Linked DNA regions of Mus musculus: region 2 is linked to region 1. Evidence: chromatin contacts called from public Hi-C data. All regions are on one chromosome and are shown on one strand. The core of a region is the stretch at or near the end of the contact, and the rest is flanking DNA. Distances in the headings are between cores, read along the strand shown.

Region 1 (6,064 bases), core at 1,286-3,785:
ATTTTGAAGGCTGAGGCTATAACTCAGCTGATAAACACTTGCCTGGCACCTACAAGATCCTGGTTCAAACCCCAGTATTGTAAAAAACAAAAATAAATAATAGCAATTGTAGTTACAAAAGCTTTTGCTGCTGATGTTTTCATTTTCAACATGCCTACTTACTGAGCAGCTAATGTTTTCAAAGTAAATTTCCCTTCTGCTTCTAAACACATTTGTCGCCGAGTTTCCAGTCTTACAAAATAGGCCATCACCTGAAGAAGTCATGGCTATTCTTCCTGCTCCTTCCAAGACACACATTCCTGGTTTACCCCTCGTCCAGTTGCCCAGTAAAATCTCTATGAACTTGTGTTTGCATTTCTAGACATTAGCTCCACTGTAAGGTCAAGAGAGTAGTAATGGCATGTTCTCTTTTATGTTTTCCCCACAGGTCTCACTGTGTAGCCCTGGCTGTCCTGGAATCCCTATGTAGACCAGGCTAGCCTGAAGCTCTCAGAGATCTGCCCGCCTCTGCCTCTGTAGTGCTGGGATTAAAGGAATAACCTGCCACACCAGAGGCACTTGCCTGTGCAGTTTGTCAGAAATTGTAATCCTAGTGAGTTAACACACCTGATAAAGCTCACCTGACAGCTGCATAAAGGGGCTGCCAAGAGAGTTTAAAAAGATAGTGATATTCTCCCTGTCCTTGTAGATTGTTATGAAATTGATAATAAAAAAGGGGGTTTACATTAGATTATATTTAGGAAACTGATAATTCCTAAATATCTGCTATTACTGAATCTAATTTAAAAAAAACAAACAAACAAAAGGGCCTAGTCTCTCCATGGAAAGCTAAAAACCATCAAATTTCCCTCTCTATGCTACTTCCTGTTCACGATCGGAACACACGCTAAAATAGGTTAATTTGCTAAAATAGGTTAATTTGCATGTCTGTGGGCTAAAACAGGGCTGTGGGAGTTTTCCTCTGTGTATCTAAATGAAGATTTTCAGGGTGTTTCATTTGACTTCGCAAAATAAGTCAGAGATGAAGAGCACTGGCCAGCGCTCCCATTTCTTGAGCTGAAGAAAACAGAACTGAATCCCCCAGTGCTCCACCAGCTCATTGAGTTGGCTGTGGGGCTGCCCTGGACCCTGTGGGCAGCCAAGCTTCATGGCACCCTCTGCAGCATCCTGTTTCACTTTGCCTCACAGTTCTAACTAGAAATACTCAGATTAGCGGCTGGTGAGATGGCTCAGCAGTTAAGAGCACAGAGTGGCTTGCAGTCATCTGTAACTCCAGTCCCAGGGAAAACAATGCCTTATTCTGACCTCTGAGGGCACTTGATGTACACTTCATGCACAGACAAAACACTCACCCACGTAAATAAGTCTTTAAAAAAATTAAAAAGACAAGAAAAATACTCCAATTCCCTTCCTCGGCTCCCTGGAAGTTTCTTCACCGCTACTTGACATATCAGTGTTTTAGGAGATTATTTCTGGTAAAACACGCATGGCTTCTGATCTTATGAAACTGTTTTCCTAGACGTCTAAAGAACTAATACGTGTTAGAAAAGTCACTCACAGCACTCCTGTGTGAGAGAAGGGGAAGATGACACCGGGTCTTCGGTGACACAGACACAGACACACATTCCTGGGCACACCCATTCACAAGTGTCAGGAGCACTCCAAACCTTATAGGGAGGAATAGCTGAATGGAGCTGATAACAGCCAGGCGCCAGGCCCGAGGAAGAGGTGCGGGCGCCCATTTCAAGCCATTGAAAAGTTCCATAGGGGGGAGGGGAAATGGCACGGCAGGAAATTCCTGACCAGCTGTGTAACTGCTTACACCAATGCGTTGGCAGATAAGTGCATTTTTGTGATTCTGCTTCGGCCCCATGTTTATGGCCTCTTCTGATATGTCATCTGGCTCATGTATTACAGCTCCGTCCGGACACCATCCAACGGTACGATTCAACAAACCGTAGCTTCATCTTGATCACCTGGAAATGCTCTTGGCCTTTGCAAAATGGACGAAGAGGCTAACAATGAAAATACTGGAGGAAATTTGCTCTAAGTTAGTCCCCAGAGAAACCATTAGGTCGGGGATTTCATAAACCGTGCTGTAATTTGCTACAATGTAGGTAAAAGATTTGGGGTGGATGTCTAGAAGTGTAAGTTAAGCCTATGCCTGTCGACAAGATGGTAGGAGGGAAGAGTAGAAGGCGATACATAATACAGACGTGATTCATAAATGCAGTGTTCTGTGTATGTGAAAATACTGCCTGCGATGTTTTACATGCATGCGCTCACAGGGTTTCGTGTCATATTTACAACGTTACCGCAGAGTATGGAGTCCATTCCCCAAGTCAGAAAAGCAAGTTTCTAAGAGATCCGATTACAACCCATGCCCTCATGCTACCTTGGCAGAACTGGATAATTTAGGAACTCCTGGTTCCACCACCTTCTGCTTACGCAACACTGAGCAAACCCCAGGTCCTCTGTGGGCCTCATTTCCCTCAGTGAGCAAATGAGAGAGCCTCCCACACCCCTTCCAGAGCTACCAGAGTACATAACCAGCAACGCACAGCACCAGCGGCAGCTGCTTGCATTAACCCAGCCAGTAGTTAGACCAATAAGGGAAAGTGCCAGGATGGATTTCCAAACAATTTCCTGGGACCCGTTGTTTTCAAATGCTGGCTGATGCAATCCTGAGTTGCGTTTCCCCAAGCATGGCTGTCAATGAATCACTTCCTTCACTGGGCAGGGCAGCTTCCCTACCCGTGTTATCTTAACTATCCTTACACTGCAGGTAAGCACACAACTGGAATTGTTCCAAATGTCACACATAGGAGTCTAAGACGCCCTCTCTGCAGTATGATACACACAATACAGAGAATGCGGGTTGCTAACACACTGGCACTGAGCTCCAAGTGACAGCTCTGTGTCCCCAAACTGAGAGGCAGGACTCCTTGAGACAGGTTCCACTTTTCTCGTCAACTAAACTTGGTTTTCAAATTAAATCTTGTAAGGAACTATACATAGCAACGGGCAACAAAGTAACATCTTATTGGAGTGCTTTACAGGCCCAAATCTGTATTTATTATACATTATCTAACACTTTTGTAAGGCACAGAGAACGCAAGACCGGCGGTTATTCGGGGACAGCGGGGTGTAGCGATGTCCTTTTGTTTTGTCCCCTACCAGCACTGTAACAACTGATTAACCAGCAACTGCGTACGAGAAGAGCTTTTATTTGCATGTGTGTCTTGCTCTGCTTCGAGCTGACTGAGACTTTGGCTGTTTTGTGTGTGCTTGTGTTTGACAGCTTACATCACTTCTGCAATCAGGCAGGGACCCGGAGAGACCTTGCTGCATGTGCACACAGACAGGTTAGCAGGACACCTCATCGTCACCACTATTTGTCTGTTACAGCCATGGAGACCTGCAGGTAAAATGATGGCTTAGCTGAAGAACTCAAGAGACCTTGTGGGAAAGCTACCACCAACGTCATCGTCATGGATTGATCCAGCATGACACCTGACTGTCAAACTATGGAGACATCAATAATCCCCGTGCATGCCAACAACCAGAAGATAGAACAGGGCGGGCCAGAGAGAGAGCTCAACACAGAAAGGCCTCTGCCTCCAGGCCTAATGATCTAAGCTCTACTCACACTTGAGTTGGTTCCCAGGGCCTAGATGGTGGAAGGAGACACACACACACACACACACACACACACACACACACACACACACACAGAGTGAGATGTTCACAAAGACAGCAAGACAAACAGCAGTCCTCTTTAAAAAGTTTCAAGAGAATAGAAAGTAGTGTCGTGGCTTTGTTTTAAAAGACTCGGCATTTTAAGACAATGATTCTTCTAAAGTTAACTTTAAAATATTTTACCAAAAAAAATTTTTTTACATATTTTGCACCACCACCACCACCAAAAGTTCTAATAGGATTTCTTTCAGCTTGGACAGACTCCTATGTAAGACCATAGTAAATGGACAGTAAGAGCCAGGCTGAAAGATGTCAAAGGTAATGTAAGCTGCATAAGGAAGGGCTGGGGATGTGGACTGAAACTTTAAGAGGAGAAGAAAGAGGGCCAAGAATGAATGGCATCTAACCCACACAGCTCTGAAGGGACTGGCTGCTTGACTCTAGGAAATGAAACTAGACGCCTTTTCTGTTATTCTAGAGCGCTACAGAGATGGCTCGGCAGTTAGGAGCACTTGCTGCTCTTGCGGAAGACCTAGGTCCGGTTCCCAGCATAGCTCACAACCACCTGAACTCCAGTTATAGGGATGAGACACCCTCTTCTGGCCCTAAAGGCATGTGCTACACATCCACACTATTATACACATATAATAATCTTCTTTTTTTAAAAATGATAAGTGATTTTAATGTGTAGATGCTAGATGAAATTTGCAATGTTTTTCTGTTCTGGAAACCTAACACAAATGTTGTGTTTCAATATCTGGGATCCATTTGTAGGTGTTGGGCTGATTATCCTAACCTGGAATTAGTTATCTCTGCCACAGAAAATAGTGCTATATTTGGAAAGCTTCATACTAGAAATATGGGTTAATTATGACTTTCAAAAGCACTTAACATGGGCATGAAGATATGGCTCAGTGGATAAAGCTCCTGACACAATGGGTCTCAGAACTCAGGCTGAAACAGGGAAGGTGTAGCAGCTACTGTAAGTCCAGCACTCGGGAGGTAGAGGCAGAGATCCCTGAGAAGGCTGGCCAGGTAGATCGGCCACGTTCAACAAGAACTTGCCTCAATACATAGAGAGTGATTAAGGAAGACACCAACTCCAGCTTTGGTCCACCACACATATAAGTACATGTGCACACAGGCACACAAACATGCATAGACAAACAAAAATGGTTCAAATTAAGTCCTGACATTTGGCATAACCTTTTTTTGTTTTGTTTTGTTTTAATGGAGTTCGGGGAAGAAGGAGCTAGAATTCGTGTAACTAAGCCCTAGCAAATATTAAAATACAAGTACACTAGTATCTTTCCCTTCCTCTGCCCCCTATCGTTTCAATAAAATAGGAACTATATAGTGTAGTGCAATGCCTGTATATAAAGTGTAATGTAATGCCTGCCATACAGAGGCGTATATACTGAACAAATGATAACTAATAGAGATACTTGATGTGTTATCTTCTGGAGACCTAATGACATGATATTTTAAAACTATGTTAATCTAGGCTTCTTAAAGGTTAACTGATACTATTTTTATTTCCATTTTTAAAAACTGAAGTCATGAAAACAAGGGTCAAAAGGTTTTAGTGCAAAAAGTGATCAGAAAAGGAAATCCATTGCATAATTTCAAGTACAGACAGCCGTGGTTTCTAACTGTTCTCCTGTGCTTGGCCGGCCATAAGTCTCAACTGCTGCCTCCCTTTAAATATAGCAGGAGAGCCAAACAGCTCACAGTGGAGGATGGAGTAGGATAAAGTCTGGTGCATTTGTGCAACAGAATATCACATAGTTATTTAAAAAAAATATATAGATCAGGGATGGAGGGATGGCTCAGAGGTTAGGAACACTTATTGTTCGTGCAGTAGGACCTGGGTTCATTCCCAGCTCCCACAACAGGTGGTTCAGGGCTATAAGCAAATTTAAGATATAAGTATGGAATGAATAAATTCCTATTTATTCCTGATGGAAATACCCAGTATTTCTCCAACCCTGACCCTTGGGGACTTTCAAGTTTTGGAAATCTTTGAAACATTAGTAAAACCCGAAAGCTGCACTCTGTAAGACACTCGTGGACAGACATATAAAACCACAGGGGAATCTGCAGAGGTGGCTCAGGAGATAAGAGCACTGAGGCTTCTTCCAGAGGAACCGAGTTTAACTCCTAGCACCTACATAGCAGCTCACAACTGTCTGTAATTCCAGCCCCAGGGGATCCAGCCAAGCATGCAGCTGGTGCACAGACATAAATGCAGACAAAATACCCGTACTCATAAAATTAATTAATTAAAAATTTTAAAATGTAAGCCTATGAACTCTAGATTTAATGCGATTGCAGCATGATGAAATCTGGCAGGACCTGGGCTGGC
Region 2 (5,832 bases), core at 2,581-5,080, 110 kb before region 1:
ACTTTCAGAGGTAATCCTTACATGCCTACTTGTGTACGTAGTATTTTAAAGCAACAACTGGTTTGGGGCCACACGATATCCAGACTATGCGCATTGCTTTTGTGTGACTCCAACAGTGGACCTAGCGAATATTTCAGGAAGGTATGATCTTGTTCTAATTGTGGGAATGACCGAGCTGATCGAATTACCCACAGCGTGCCTTGCATTACACCAAATGAAATGATTCTAAGAAGGAGCTTTGATTTGATGATTAAAAAATTGCCAGCCTTTCCTGTAGGCCTTGGAAGAAATGGAAAGTGTAATCAACAACGAAGGACAAACGAGGGCAATGGAAAGGAGCTTACCCTCTAATACACGGATGCTGTAGGTATCAGTTCGCCTTAATTACCACTGCTTGGCTTGACAAACAATAATCAACTCCAAGAAAAGTAGCTATAATTCTATAAAAAAGCTTTGAACAGAAATACTTGGATTTTTAGATTATTCTTCTTGTAGGTAGACTTACTGGATCCCAAAATTGCATCATGTTTGCTAGAGTTTTGAATAAACACATTCCTCAATTATAAAGGATTTGGGGTGGGCACTGTGGCACGCACCTCTAATCCCAGCACTTAGGAGGTGGGGCCAAAACTACGTACGCAAGTAGGCATGATCTGGAGTTCAAGTCTATCCTGGTGTATGTCACCCTGGGGTTGATCACCTCATTGGCTGTGCCCTAGTCCCTAAAAATATTAACTACAACTTAGACACTTCTGTCTGCAGGAAAAGGGGTGATGCCCTTTCTAAGAATGAGTGAGAAGGTTAGTCAAGGGGACTCAACATGTTCTTGAGACAGAAATTCTTGCCATTTTTGTGAGAACCAACTTCTGAGGACTCTGGAGAGTGATGGAGAGAGAATTCAGTCAGTCAACCAACAGTGGTACACACACGCATGGGATGGTCCACTCCACGTACAGTCCACTTGTCTTGATGGGCCATGCCCATTCATTCTTGACATCCTCCTGCCTTGCATTCTACCTACCACCCCTCCACACACACAAGCATATGTCAATGAACACAATAACAAAGACAGTAATCTATCCACTCAATGCTAGCACACCTTCAAAGATGCTCAGATCTCGGTGGAAGATCCGTCATTAACCTAGATCTTCCATGTGGGGCAACAAACAGATAGATGTCAGGTCAGAGATCAGAACTCAGGCTCAGGATCTGGCTTCTCTACCTTCCTCTGGCTGGTCTAAATTATAACAAAGGATAAAGAATAAACTTATGAATTAGCTGGGCAGTGGTGGTGCACGCCTTTAATCCCAGCACTCGGGAGGCAGAGGCAGGCAGATTTCTAAGTTCGGGGCCAGCCTGGTCTACAAAGTGAGTTCCAGGACAGCCAGGGCTATACAGAGAAGCCCTGTCTCAAAAAAACAAAAAACAAGAAAAAAAAAAACCCAAAAACAAACAAACAAACAAAACCCTTATGAATTAAGTTTCTATCTGCCTAAAACTTACTAAGTCATCTGAACTGATTTTCCAACAATATTCCATAATGGTTAACCCCATGTAGTCTGTACTTCTTTTCCCTTCTCCCTGATAACAGAAATTTCATCCGTTCCTTGTCCTGTGCACAAGACCAGACCCAAGACAGGGACTCTTTGTGGACAAATGACTAGTGACGGTTTGCACGCGCCTCTTCTTTGGAATAAGAGGTTACATTTTGTAAAGGAAAGGATGAATTTTTGATGTAGCTCCTTGGGCTTCAAAATATATAATATATATAAGAAAGCTAAATCCAGAGGGAAAGTCACTTAGGGCCTCAAAAATCCTGCCAAGGCTCCATACCCACTCACAGGTGATGACTGGGAGAGGCTATGTTTACAGATTGGCATAAACATACAGAGGAAAGGCATGTGCAAAGCACTCTGCAGACTGCCACAGACGTAACACAGGCTTGAAAATTCCCCAATCCTAATCCATGCTGTGCGCTCTTTTAAAAAATTGTTTGTCCCTCTCCTGTTCAACAGTGAATTTCTTTGAGTGAGACACTGTGTGTCTGCTTCCTAATATTATCTAGTTGCTCAGAGTAGGCACATGCCTTAGACATTGTTTCTCCTTTTTCTCTAGAGTGGATGTGATCTTCAGTCTGATGACCTTGTCCAATGGACACAGCCGTGGTCAATCTTCCCTCCCTGTCTCTGCTGTAATCACTCAGGCCCATATCGTGTTTTCCCTTAAAATAGCATTAAAGCCTTTTAACTCTGCTCTTATCTCCTCCTTCGATCCCTACCATCCAGCAGGTTCCCCATTGATGTGGATTTTCTAAAACAGAAATATGCCCCTGTGCTGCCCTAAATAGTTTCAATAGTTTCTTCAGGGGCTGAACCATTACTTTCTGAACCTTATCCAGCTCCTTTAGCACAGTGTTCAGGGCTTAGCACCACAGTCTCACCAGTCCCTCCCAGCTTTCATTCACTTTCTCCTTCCAGAACAATCCACCTTGAAAGCTGCCCTCCTGCGTGTGTATCATTGCCCATAGTACTCCCACATATCCCATAGTGCTCCCACTTTGTCTATAGTACTCCCATACTTCCCATAGTGCTCTCACAAGTCCCATAGTGCTTCCACATTGCTCATAGTGCTCTCACATTGCTCATAGTGCTCCCATACTGCCCATAGTGCACCCACGTTGTTCATAGTGCTTATACACACACACACACACACACACACACACACACACACACACACACACACACACACACATGCTTCTAATCCAAATGAAGACCCATGTGTCCTGGGTGAACTTGACAGGCCATGTGAGAAACCACTCCCATCTTCACCATTTATTGGGGAGTCTAACCATGGCTCGTTCTTTGGTCTCTTCAGCCATCACACTGCTGATTCTGTAGACTATCTTGGCTCTACTCTGTTAAAATAAGGTGAGCCACTCACAGGTATGAGCTGGAGGAAGTTTCCCATTTGTAATAATCTTGAAACTGTGAACGCATGTTAACAGTAGCGGCCCAATATTAAGTAGTAGACAACAGAAGTCACATTTTATGGGTTTTAAAAGTACATCATTCAAGCCAGATAAGGTGGGTCAACTCTGTGATTCCAGAACTCAAATGGTTGAGACAGAGGGATTGCCAAAAGTTCTAAGCCAGCCTGTGCTATGTACTGAGTTCTTACCAGCCTGGGCTAAGACTGAAGCCATGTTTCAAAAATAAATAAAAAATCAAAGTACAACCGCAGAAGTTCATCATTCATGTGCTGGGAGAAAGTCAGACAGAGAAGGATAGAACTATCCTTGGGCCACATGCCTAAGAGGCAGAGTCAGAAATCTAAGCTGTCGGGAGCCAGCACTCCTCACCTGCCATTCCAATGGGTAACTGCTATCTAGAAGCCTTAGATGCTGGGAAATATTTGGAGTAACATACCAGCTTGTTTCAAAGGCCTTTCTATGCTACACCAGCAGCAACCCCAATAGAGGGACGAGGTAGGTAAGTATGTTGGTAGATTCCAGTTAAACCAAACAGCATTCAAGGCAGGATAAAGTGATGCCTAACACTGAGGTAAATGAGGTAGGAGAGGGAGGTGTAGCTGGCGACGAGGACCCCTTCTGTGACAAGGGGATATTTGAGACCATTTGCTCCTTACCAGGGTCTTAGTGCTTAGCTCCCAGGATCACTCTGCTGCTCCCATTAGAATTTCCATTCTATTAATAATGTTGACCTAAGTCCCAGCACCTGTTAGGACGTTATCTCACAGTCAAAGTAAAAGAGTCTGGCTTACCCCTCCCACCGGCTTCATTTCTGCAACATTGTTGCCTTTAAATGTTTGTTTTTCCTTGTCTGCCTGTTACCCTTGACCTGGTTGGATTGCTAGAGGGGATCTGCCCCAGCACTCCCTGTTCAGAGTCTCAGCCACAGAAATGGCGAAGGTGAGAGCAAAAACAGAAAAAAATAGCTCCTGGATTTAACAGCACCCTCCCTTCCTTCCTTCTTTTGAGGACAAAGGAATCTTTAGTCAAAATGTGTCTTTAGGGCTTGGTTGTCAAACATATTTGTAAAACTACAACTAAATGTATGTATCAAGTCCAGGTTTTTAGTGAAATTGAACCTTCTCATTTGCCCTGTTGGAGAATTCCTTTAGAAATGCCTTCCTTAAATCCCAGTTAGAGTGGGTTTAACACAAGTTCACGCTGTTGGGGCTGGAGAGATAGTTCAGTGGTTAAGAGAACTGGCTGTTCTTCCAAAGAACTTGGGTTCAAGTCTCAGCACCCACATGGCAGCTCACAGCTGTCAGTAACTCCAGGGGATCCGACATCCTCACACAGACATACATGCAAGCAAAACACCAATGTGCATAAAGTAAAATCAAGTTCACATTGTTATTAGCCTTATGTTGGTGAGATGTTCAAATGGGCTAATAATAACCTGAAAGCTTTTGGCCTGAATGTAGAAAAATAACATGTGTACACAAAGAAACCAAAAACTGCTCCGTGTCTGACTTCCCTTGTCTTAATAGGTTTTCCTGGCTTTCTGAGGCTTTGAATTATATCATAAGACCTAAATGTACGCCTGTAATCCCATCACACTAGAGGCAGAAACATGAGGATTATGAGTTTAAGGCCATCCTTGCCTACACAGCAAGTTCAAGGCCAGCCTTGTAACCACACAAGACCCAGTCTTAAAAAAAAAAAAAAAGAGCCAACTGAACATCTTAGACCTGTGCTCAGTGTAGACACAGCATTTACGCAGCCCCGTCCCACTCCACAGCGAAGGGAGCAGTGTGTGCTTACATGTGGTACAGTCACAGTGGTGATCTGCTCTCCTTACCCATGAGTCTCTGCACGCCTCCCTCCAGCGCAGCAGCTTCAGGATGTCTAGAGTCATCTGTCAATCACCAAAGTCTAGTCAGGCCCTTTTCTGGGTCAGAACTGCCCCCATGAGTGAGGGTGAGGGTCTATCAGTGACACCATTGAGCATTACCCCCTATGACCCCTCACACCCTACCCACAAGCTCCTCCTTAGGACTGTGCCCTTTGCCCAGGCTACCCCCTTCCGTGACTACTTCTCCCACTGTCCTCTAGGCAAATATCTCTATTTGCTCTTTAATTACAACTCGAACATCCACCATCTTGGCTCTGTTACCCCTCCACAGCACCCCCTTCACCTGGAATTGCACCACTCTCTGCCTGCTGTAACTGTGGCATTTTTACACAACACTGAGCTATCCGTTGGCATAGCCTCAGCACCCCATACTCTGGAGTCCTAGAGACCATGACTGTTTCTGTTTCATATGTGGTGGTTTGAATGAGAATGACTCATAGATTCAAATGCTTGGTCCCAGGTAGTGGCACTATTTGAAAGGATTAGGAGGTGTGGCCTTGTTGGAGGAAGTGTGTCATTGGAGGTGGGCTTTGAAGTTTCAGAAGTCCGTGCCAAACCCAAAGTCTCTCTGCTTGTGGATCAGAATGTAGCTCTCAGCGACTTCTCCAGCATCATGTTTGCCTGTGTGCTGTCATGTTCCCCACCATGACATCAATGGACTAAAGCTCTGAAACTGTAAGCTCTAATCAAATGTTTTCTTTTATAAGAGTTGCTATGGTTATGGTGTCTCTTCACAGCAACAGAACACTAAGACACTGTCCTTTAACTAAGTATGTCACACACAGTAAGTTCTCACTAAACACCTAATGAATAGATGGATGAATGAACCAGAACACACTCATCTTCAGCAGCAGACAATCCCATAACCTGACTTTTACCAGACGTGGCCTCTCACCACCACTTTATCCCCTACTGTAGAGGAAAGCAAAAGAGACTTCCTCTACACCCTTCT

What was found. A called contact is a pair of places that touch in the nucleus more often than the background predicts.
Region 2: a contact with region 1 is called in a Hi-C map of liver, with 2.2 times the contacts expected there. The contact joins two enhancer-like sites. A contact is called at or near these places in 1 of 15 datasets of contacts at CTCF or cohesin (the NIH/3T3 cell line), 2 of 484 Hi-C or Micro-C datasets (liver and nephron progenitors) and 2 of 115 datasets of contacts at active chromatin or transcription factors (extraembryonic endoderm stem cells and trophoblast stem cells).

The regions. Positions count from the first base shown.
Region 1 is chr15:96,740,027-96,746,090 of GRCm38.p6, reverse strand. No RefSeq gene overlaps it. Among named protein-coding and RNA genes, the nearest start is that of Slc38a2, 43 kb to the right of the region's middle. Within about 2 kb of position 2,535, at least 135 of the 459 cell types and tissues checked have an H3K27ac peak or open chromatin away from gene starts, as enhancers often do. A contact at or near this core is called in liver, where this site is marked.
Region 2 is chr15:96,855,934-96,861,765 of GRCm38.p6, reverse strand. No RefSeq gene overlaps it. Among named protein-coding and RNA genes, the nearest start is that of Gm32677, 20 kb to the right of the region's middle. Within about 2 kb of position 3,830, at least 10 of the 459 cell types and tissues checked have an H3K27ac peak or open chromatin away from gene starts, as enhancers often do. A contact at or near this core is called in liver, where this site is marked.